Linked DNA regions of Zea mays: region 2 is linked to region 1. Evidence: chromatin contacts called from public Hi-C data. All regions are on one chromosome and are shown on one strand. Each heading gives the region's core, a stretch centred on a gene start, on an enhancer-like site or on the middle of the called end of the contact. The rest is flanking DNA. Distances are from core to core; before and after follow the strand shown.

The links. Hi-C and Micro-C count contacts between places; a contact is called where the count stands out from the background.
Region 2: a contact with region 1 is called in a Hi-C map of tassel, with 5 times the contacts expected there. The contact joins the promoter of LOC100856957 here to the promoter of LOC100191626 in region 1. A contact is called at or near these places in 14 of 25 Hi-C or Micro-C datasets (bundle sheath, ear, endosperm and 5 more) and 1 of 3 datasets of contacts at active chromatin or transcription factors (seedling).

Annotation. Positions count from the first base shown.
Region 1 is chr3:212,229,587-212,234,044 of Zm-B73-REFERENCE-NAM-5.0, reverse strand. It overlaps LOC100191626, which reads left to right and starts at 2,069. Exons shown (of 10, transcript NM_001137055.3): 1 at 2,069-2,477; 2 at 2,579-2,656; 3 at 4,157-4,458. The coding sequence starts at 2,163.
Region 2 is chr3:212,408,273-212,412,730 of Zm-B73-REFERENCE-NAM-5.0, reverse strand. It overlaps LOC100856957 (glutathione S-transferase GSTU6), which reads right to left and starts at 2,120. Exons shown (of 2, transcript NM_001254843.2): 1 at 1,595-2,120; 2 at 1,003-1,499. The coding sequence starts at 1,921. The coding sequence ends at 1,119.

The sequences.
Region 1 (4,458 bases), core at 820-3,319:
GCGGCTTAGGGCAGGGGTAGGGGCGGCGGCTTAGGGAGAGGGAGAGAAAATGAGAGAAAATGAGAGGGAGAGGGAGAGGGTTTGGGGAAAAAGGGGAGGTGGGGGGGCGGTTGGGCCTATTGGGCCCAGGGGGGGGGCGCGCAGGGGCGGCTGGGCCGGCCGGGGTCGGCCCACGGCGCGGGAGAGAGAAAAAAAAAGGAAGAGAGAGAGAAAAGAGAAAGAAAAGAGAAAGAAAACATTTTCGAAATCCGATTCTTCTACATGAATGCATTTGCACTTTCAAAGCAATCAAAGGAAATGCAAGGTTCGGCATGGTGCATCGAGCAACATAAAGCATTTAGGGTTTTTCTTACACGGGAAATCCAAACCGAATCCCGCTAGAACTTTGGAAAAGGTCAAGGTTTAGCGAGGGAAAAAGAAAAGGAAAGGTAACGCCCGAATTTTGGCGAGTAAAGAAAAGAAAAAATTCAACTGCAAAAATTCGGGGCGTTACAACCAGACAGCCTCTCCAACGGCTATTTTAACTATTTGCCTAGCGCGCTACGACTAGTTGAGGTCACCAAACAGTAAGATGTTCTCCAGTCATTCTCCTATTTAGCTCTTCCTACATACTATAACTCAACAATTTGTTATTTTTATATCATTTTTAAAATATTAAATTTTGCAAAACTCACCCAACCAAATCACTTCCACGCTCGTAATCTCCACTAAATCCATCAAACAAATTACAGCCAGACTTAACACAACATCAAAACCAACGATACAGTTAACTGAATACCCCACTCTGCATTACCCACTCAAATCTAATGGATAATATTATTTGGATCATCCCTCATCTCTCAGCCTCTCCACGCATCCCTTCTCCCATCCTCTCCCTCACTCGTGTCGTCGTCGTCGTCGCCATCAACCTCTCCCCTCGTGTTGTCGCTGCTATCGTCGTCGTCGATCCCTCCCCTTCGCTTCCCTTCCTAAGTGTTGGGGACTTGTTCTCAAATGCTATGCTTTAAGAACAAGACAACATAAAATGTTAAATGTTAATGCCCTTCGTCCGCTGAAACATTATTTCCTCAAGGATTTAATGAACTTCGGACGAAGGTTAAAATGACACAATTACGAAGGTTGAATCTTCGTAATTGAATTCTCAGAGAATATATAAAATACTGCAAGATATAAAGCATTAAAGACAAGTAAATTATGAGTAGACAACATCATTTACATATTATATAAACTTGATATATTCAAATATAATATTTAGATATATTTATACCTATGCCTTGGCAAAGAATAATTTCCGAGTGATGCGACTACAATTACAGGAATGCCTGAACAGTAAAGGAATAATGTTCACTATTTATAGGCACATGACATAGCCTGTGAGCAATTACAATCATACCCCTCATAAAAGTTTACAACAACGACTCAAACTCTTATGGACTAAAAGGTCATTCTATCTTTAAGTCGGTTTGTAATTCCGAAGCTTCATGAACGGCACCCTTCGGCATCACGTACAGACAACTTCTTCCTGCAGGACCTTCGACGACGAAGCATGATCCCAACACTAAGATCGTAACATTAACATAGGTTATATACTAGTTGTTATTAGGTTAGGGATTAGTGTGAGGCCTAGGATTGGAAACGAGGTGAGCCTCAGTTCGTCTCGCGAGCCACACCCTGATAAATATTATTACATTATAAAATAATTAATAATATATAAGTGGAATATAAAATCATCATTCAATATCACGAGTAATCTAAATTATGAAATATTATAAATTCATCATCAAAAGCTAAGAAATAACCCTATTATCTATAGAATTATCCAATATTCATTGTTATTTTGCAGATTAATTAATTTGACAACTAATTGGCTTAAGCTCGACTTGCCCCTCCGCCGAACTAAAAAAAAATAGATTTTAGACTCGCCAGAGACTCACGAGCCATTCTAAACCATTCAAGTTCGAGCGGACTCGCGGGACTCTAGTTTTTTTTTCAGCCTAGTGGTGCCACTGGTTGATCGAACAAATATACTCGGTTCACCGAGCACAAGGAATCGGGCACGGACCAAAACGGGTGAGGATTGAGGAAAGGATGGGGACGACACACGCACACCAGAACTCAGGGTCTCAACCGCCGAGGCCGATCGAGCGAGGCAGACCGACACCATGTGGCTGCCGCACGCGTCCGACCTCCGCGCCTTCCTCGCGGCTGCTGCCGTCGCGCATCTCTCCTCCTCCAGGGCCTCCCGCGCCTCCCCGTGCGCGACCCCGCCACCTCCGCGGTTCCGCGCGTTCGCCTCCTCCCGCGCGTCGCCGCCGCCCTCGCCCTCGCAAACGGGATCAATCGCCTCTGCCGCCGCAGCAGCATGCGAGCATGTGGCGGAGAAGCCCGCTACATGCACGGCCGACGAGCTGCACTACGCGCCCGTACCGGGCACCGAGTGGCGGCTCGCGCTATGGCGGTACCTTCCGCCGCCTGAGGTGATGAGTTAATATAGATGACTGCTTATATGGGAATGTGATTGGTGGTGCTTCGCTTGTTTTTTTGTTGCTGATTCTGTGTGGTGGTTTCGTTTGCACAGGCGCCAAAGAGGAATCACCCGCTGATGCTGCTGTCTGGAGTGGCCACGAACGCCATTGGGTTCGACCTGTCGCCTGGGGTGAGTGAGGCAGTGAGCTAGTTCATAATGACGCTATTGTCTACTGGTGTGGTGTCTCCATAAACTACCCTGCAAATAGTGTGTAGTATGTAGTTGTTCTCTGTGAACAAAATTTGACATGTCATGAATTATGAGTCGCTGCGAATCAGGACACTACTCATAGAGAAACTGGCTTTGTTTAGTGCTCCAAATGCAGAATCTGCTGCTGTTCCAAAAAAAAAGGAAAATCAAATAAGGAACAGGTAGAACTTCTTAGTTCTGAATTCAGAAGTAGCTTAGTTCTGAGCAAACAAAATTCTAATGGAAATACATCGGTAGCACGTGCAATGGGCAAAGAGAGATCAACCAACCAGATAGTGACACGACTTCAAAATGATAAAAGTTCATATATATTCCCTCAATTCCAAATTATAATTCACTTTGACTTTATCCTAAGTCAAACTTTTCAAATTTTGGCCAAGTTATTAGAAAAATATATCAAATTCTACAATTTTGAACAGATTCTCTGTCAAAACATATTTCATGAAGAATCTAATAAAGCTAATTTGATGTTCTAGATGTTGGTGATTTTTTCTATAAACTTGATGAAAACTAAAGAATGTGCTACTTAGGACAAAACCAAAGTGAATTATAATTTGGAAGGGGGTAGAATGGAATTTAGTGATAACAAGAAATATGTAGCATACTGAACTTTAATGAGAAAAAATGAGTATTTCTGTAACTGATATAATTATTGCTGGAGTTTGGATGCTACTGGCAAAACTTTTCCCTTGTGAAATATAAACTTGCCAGCTACTCCCTCCATCCACAAATGTTGGTCGTTCTCACATTTGGAGGAGCCAAACATTTTTAACTTTGACCACATTTATATAATAAAATATTAATATTTATATTACATAATTAGTATCATTAGATAGATCTTTGATTCTATTTTTGTAGTAAAGTTATTTGAAGATATAAATATTGCTAATATATTCTATAAATCTAGTTAAACTTTATGAATATCATAGCGACAAACATTTGTGGACGGAGGGAGTATATAGCAGCGCTGAAAATTAACCTTAAACGACAACATGCTAGTTAGTTTCTTTTGTGCACTATCTTAATGTCCTAGTGGCTGCCCATGTATGATGTTATTGCTTTTCTACAAGCAGGAAATGAATTATTTATAATAATTTTAATTTCTGTATAATAAATTAACAATGGTATTCTTATTGTGATTTCTTAATTCTGGCTTTGGTTGCTTTCTGGTTACATGTTACACTCAAGAACAGAAATTATGAATTACTTACTCCCTCCGTTCTAAATTATACTAGGTTGTTTTGGCTTCTCTAGAAACATAGTATATTATCAACCCATGCACATAAAAAAGACAAAACGACCTATAATATGGGATGGACTAACTGTTTTCTTTGTATTGTTATTATTGTTCACGGTTATAGTTTTCTTGTTATGGCTTCCCTTTGACCCCTGATGGTAGTTGATATGAAATGCTGTCAGGCATCATTTGCTCGTCATATGTCCATGCAAGGATTTGATACATGGATTGTTGAAGTGCGTGGTGCTGGCCTAAGCACGCGTGAATCAGAACTAGCTGCAACTAACACCAAGTCTGACATCACTCCTGATCCTAATTTTGATGAAAGTTCTACAACAAAAGCAAGTATTGCTGTTCCTGCTGAGAATATGTCCAGTTCTCAACCTCAAATTTCTGAAGTTCCAGTAATAACAGATAAGAACATGGTAGGAACAAGTATATCAGAAGAACCACAGCTGGTGACAAAGTTGTCAAATGCTTTGGC
Region 2 (4,458 bases), core at 871-3,370, 180 kb before region 1:
CAGAGTTCTGCACTGTGGGACACTCTCTCTCTCTTACAGAAGCAGCCCGCGGATTCCCTAGGAGATGGAGCACTCCGGAAGCGCCTTCTCAAGAGTCTCCACCGCACCGCAAGGATGGCGTTCTTGAACGTCTGTGCCCTGTCCCTGTCCTCCGCGGTCTTGAACTTGAAGCACGGCTCCCACGATGGGAAGAACCGCAAACAAATTATACACGTCGATGCTAAAATGCCGAGATCGTAATGTATCTTCTTATGTGCTGCCAATAAAGTCGATTACTGTGAACACGAAAACAAAAGGCGTCCTTGTCGCTGCGCCGAGGACAAGTAAACTACCTTGTTATCGATGTAGGCGGCCCAGAAGCGAGCCTAAAAGTGCTCGTACGGCAGGCCCGGCCCACGCCTCGTCCACGGTAGAAGTGCAGGCACGGGGCGCAGCGCAGCGGCGGCGCAGCACAGCACCGCTCGCTCTCCTGCTCCAGGTCCTCCCTCCGGTCACCCCCTTCATCGCCAGGCGCCAGCGCCTGCTTCACCCGTATGGCCGTATGCAGATGCAGTACGCGCTCAGCCAATCGCCTACTCCCCCAGCAGCAGCCAGCAGCAACCCCGCTCCCGCTGCCGCTCGTCAACTCGTGCCAGTAACTGAAGCTTGTTGCTCTGCCTCTGCTGAGGCAGGAAGAACCGAAGAAATAGAATGGGCCACGCAGAATGCAATCTGGCTGCTGCCATTGCAGAATTACGGAGCTGTTACCGAGCGGTCGTTGGGTGCTGATATATGCATAAACTATGCAATAGATTAGCTTGAGCGACCATCGACGTTTCCTTTTGACTGTCCGAGTGGACGGTTTGGAATCGCTGATGACGAGCTGCCTGCCTTTTTTTTATCTTAAACCTCAGGCGTCAGCGCTGACGCCGATTAGGCTCGGGCTTTATTGTCTTTTCCTTGCGCGTATATGGGATTCAGGTACGAGCGGATGATGCCAGAACCATCATCAGTAGCATTTTAGCCCCCAAAGACATCCGTTTATTCGTCTGGACACAATCAAAGCCTTTCTTGAACCCCAGTACACACCTATTAACGCACGGAAAAGTACACGAACACTGAGCTTCCTGTTACAGCGATCAGTAACCAGCAGGTGAAGGTGGAGCCCGTTTAGCCAGAAACCCCTTGTAGTGCTCCAACAGCCTTCCAGCGTCCGGCATCACCTCCCTCACGGCGTCCACCGCCAAGAAGCGCTCCGCCCACGCCGTCAAGGCCGGGAACTTGGCCTCGTCCAGAAGCTTTACGCCGGCCGCCTCGTCCACCACCCTGATCCACACCACGAAGCTCCCGAGCGCGATGTCCACGAGCCCGACGGCGTCGCCGCCGAAGAAGGGTTTCCCCCTGGAGCACTCCCTGAACGCCTGCTCCAGCGTCTCCACCACGGGGACCACGCCGCCGAGCGCCTCCGCCGCCTTCTCCGCCGTCGTCGACCTGTACAGTTTGATCCACTCCTTGCAGAACTGCATAAATAGCGCAGAACCATTCGGTGTCAACTAGAACTAGCGCAAAGAAGCAAGGTTAGCTTGCGGCCGGCCTCGCTCTGCACTATTATTACCTTGTCGTCGACGTAGGCTGCCCAGAAGCGAGCCGTGGCGCGGTCGTGGGCGTCGGCAGGAAGGAGAGGGGTCCCGGTGCCTGCTGCCCAGGTCTCGTCGACGTACTGCACGATGACGAGCGACTCGCACACGGGGCGGCCGCCGTGGACCAGGACGGGCACCTTCTTGTGCACCGGGTTGAGCTTCAGCAGCAGGTCGCTCTTGCTGAAGAGGTCCTCCTCGATGAACTCGTAGATGAGCCCCTTCAGCCCCAGCGCCACCTTGGCGCGGATCACGTAGGGGCTGTACCATGAGCTCAGCAGCTGCAGCTCGCCTCCGGCCGCCATTGCAGTCTTAGCAGTTAGCAGTTTAGCACTCGCAGGCTCGTAGGACTTTCGTTGGAAATTCTAAACTGTTTCACGATTTGCGTCGAGCGGAAGGGGCGACTGGGCGAGCGCCGAGCGACCATATATTTAACGAGCTGAGTTGACCAGTCAACTTTGAATCGTTGATTGGTGAACCGACGTTGCTAGTCGGCGGGCGCGCTTTGTTGGCACGGCTTGGGCTCCAAGCAGGGACGGAGGCCGTAATTTTTTTTATTTGGACCCTTTTCTTGAAAAATTCTCACGTTTAGATCTTTGAATAACTTAGGGCCCGTTTGGCAAAGCTCCAGCTCCTGCTTCTTTAGCTCTAGATCTTGATCCTTGTGAGGAGCTGATCCTCCTGATTCTCCTAGAAAATCAGAATCATTTTTAAAACCGTTTGGCAAGTAAACTGATTCTTGTCTTCTGAGAGTTGGTGGTCTGTGGCGATTGTCTGTTTTACTCTTTGCAGTTCAACTTTATTACAAATCAATAAGTAGGATGCATATACGGGGAAAAAATATGAAAAAATAACATATAAAATATTCCCATCATAGTAGTGCATAAAATGGTCTCAAATGTTTAATCCATAAATTGGCTCGTTATGTTTTTGTCCAATGGCAATTGCGGGTAATTTCGATCAAACTTTAAGGGGAGATCTATATTTGGTTGGTTGAGGAGCTGTTTTAAGGGAGGGTAGAGCAGGTTTTTTTAGATCCCACCTTTCTTCACAAAAACGACTCCCGATCTTTCGGCTCCACACGAGAATCAGTTTTAAAAAATACCCGTTTGGCACGGCTCCTCCAGATCCTCGCTTAGAATCAGGAGCTGGAGCTGTGCCAAACGGGCCCTTAATTTCGATTTTGAACACTTTGCTCGGGGCCAAAAGCTGTGGCGACGAGGTAACACGGCTCAGCGCCATAAATTTTAGCGCCGAGGTGTGTCCTTCGCTGGCAACGACAGGCTGACGCAGCGTTGACGTGGCTAAACTCGGCACCATGATTTATGGCGCCGAGGTCCGATCAAAATCAACCGAAACGATCGTCAAACTGATGACCACCAGTGAAATTTAATTTTTTTGAGCTAAGAGATTATGCAGTCGGTCAACACATAAACAAGGGTTCAGTCTCAAATCATGAACAGTGAATAATCATCGCCATATAACAAACAAAAATGTGTGGTTGATCTTGACAGGACGATGAAATTTTTGGCTGATCAGTCAAACATGAGCAGTACAACTGCATGCTGGTGTGTACTACTTTAGCAATTGCATATACACCTAGCGTGAAGCAGCTGCCGACCGAGCTGCATCCAGCAGTTAGTATTAACTAGTCTTTCCCATGTTTGGTCGCCGGTACATCGTCTGCGTGTGTCTGTCTGTCTGTCGGATAAACGCATGCAACGCCTTAGCTTGCGCCGAGGAAGCAACATGCATCGTCCTAGCACTGGCACACATGCAAGTTGCTCGATCCCATGGTCGCATGCGCCTCCTCGTGTATTTTTACCATTTAATTCTGGAAGATCTCCGCTGGGGTAAAAAATGACAACCGCTGAGTGTGAGTGCTACCTATTGTTACACTTTTATGTTTGACCGGACATCGGCGCCATGAATTATGGCACCGAGCTCGACCACGTCGACACCGCGTCAGCCTGTTGTTGCTAGCCAAGAACGCACCTCGGCGCCAAGGTCTGTGACGCCGAGCCGTGTTACCTCGGCGCCACAACCTTTGGCGCCGAGCAAAAAATCCAAAAAAACGAGATTAAGTCATTTAGAGGTGAGCATTTTTCAAAAAAATGGTTAAAATACAAAAAAATACGGGGACAGAGACACGGTGGACCGGGCCGGACTCCATCTACCACCTCCGAGCCCATATAGCTTTAGCTTTATTAGAGTCTCTCCTATAATTTAAAATACACAAAATATAAATTTAGAATGATCCTATACTCTATCGATTTAGTTTAGTTCTTCCTATTTTTTTTTGATTTCGTCCCTACCTCCAAGATAGATGCAAATAAAAAGTTTCCTAAAAATTAAAATAATACATTATTTAATTTGTTTAAAGAACTAAAAATAAATTAATCTCTAACAGTTAAACTACTTTGTCTACTGCTTCGTCATCTTTGTAGAGGATTTTCACCTTGAGGTCCACTTCTAGCAGCGTTGGAGTGGGTAGGAGATGGGGATAATGCTCGTTGACATCACAACGATCGCCAGCAACCCCATATAGCTCCTCGTTGCCGCTGCTCCATCATGCGCGATCAGCAAGGGCCGCTATCCTTTTGCTTCCACTACCACCGCTACACAGCCACAATACTACCATGGTGTCTTCTTCCTACCGCGTCGAGGCCACCACGTCTCGATGACCCCTGTGCCTCGACGAGCGCCGCCATGTCGAGGACACCTAGTGTGGGTTCTTGTGACTGCGCTCGATGTTCTTCACGGTGTTGTGCCGCTAACATGCAAAGACCAAGTGCCACGGTGTCAAGGAGAGCCAGCTTAGACCACCACACATGTAAAACGG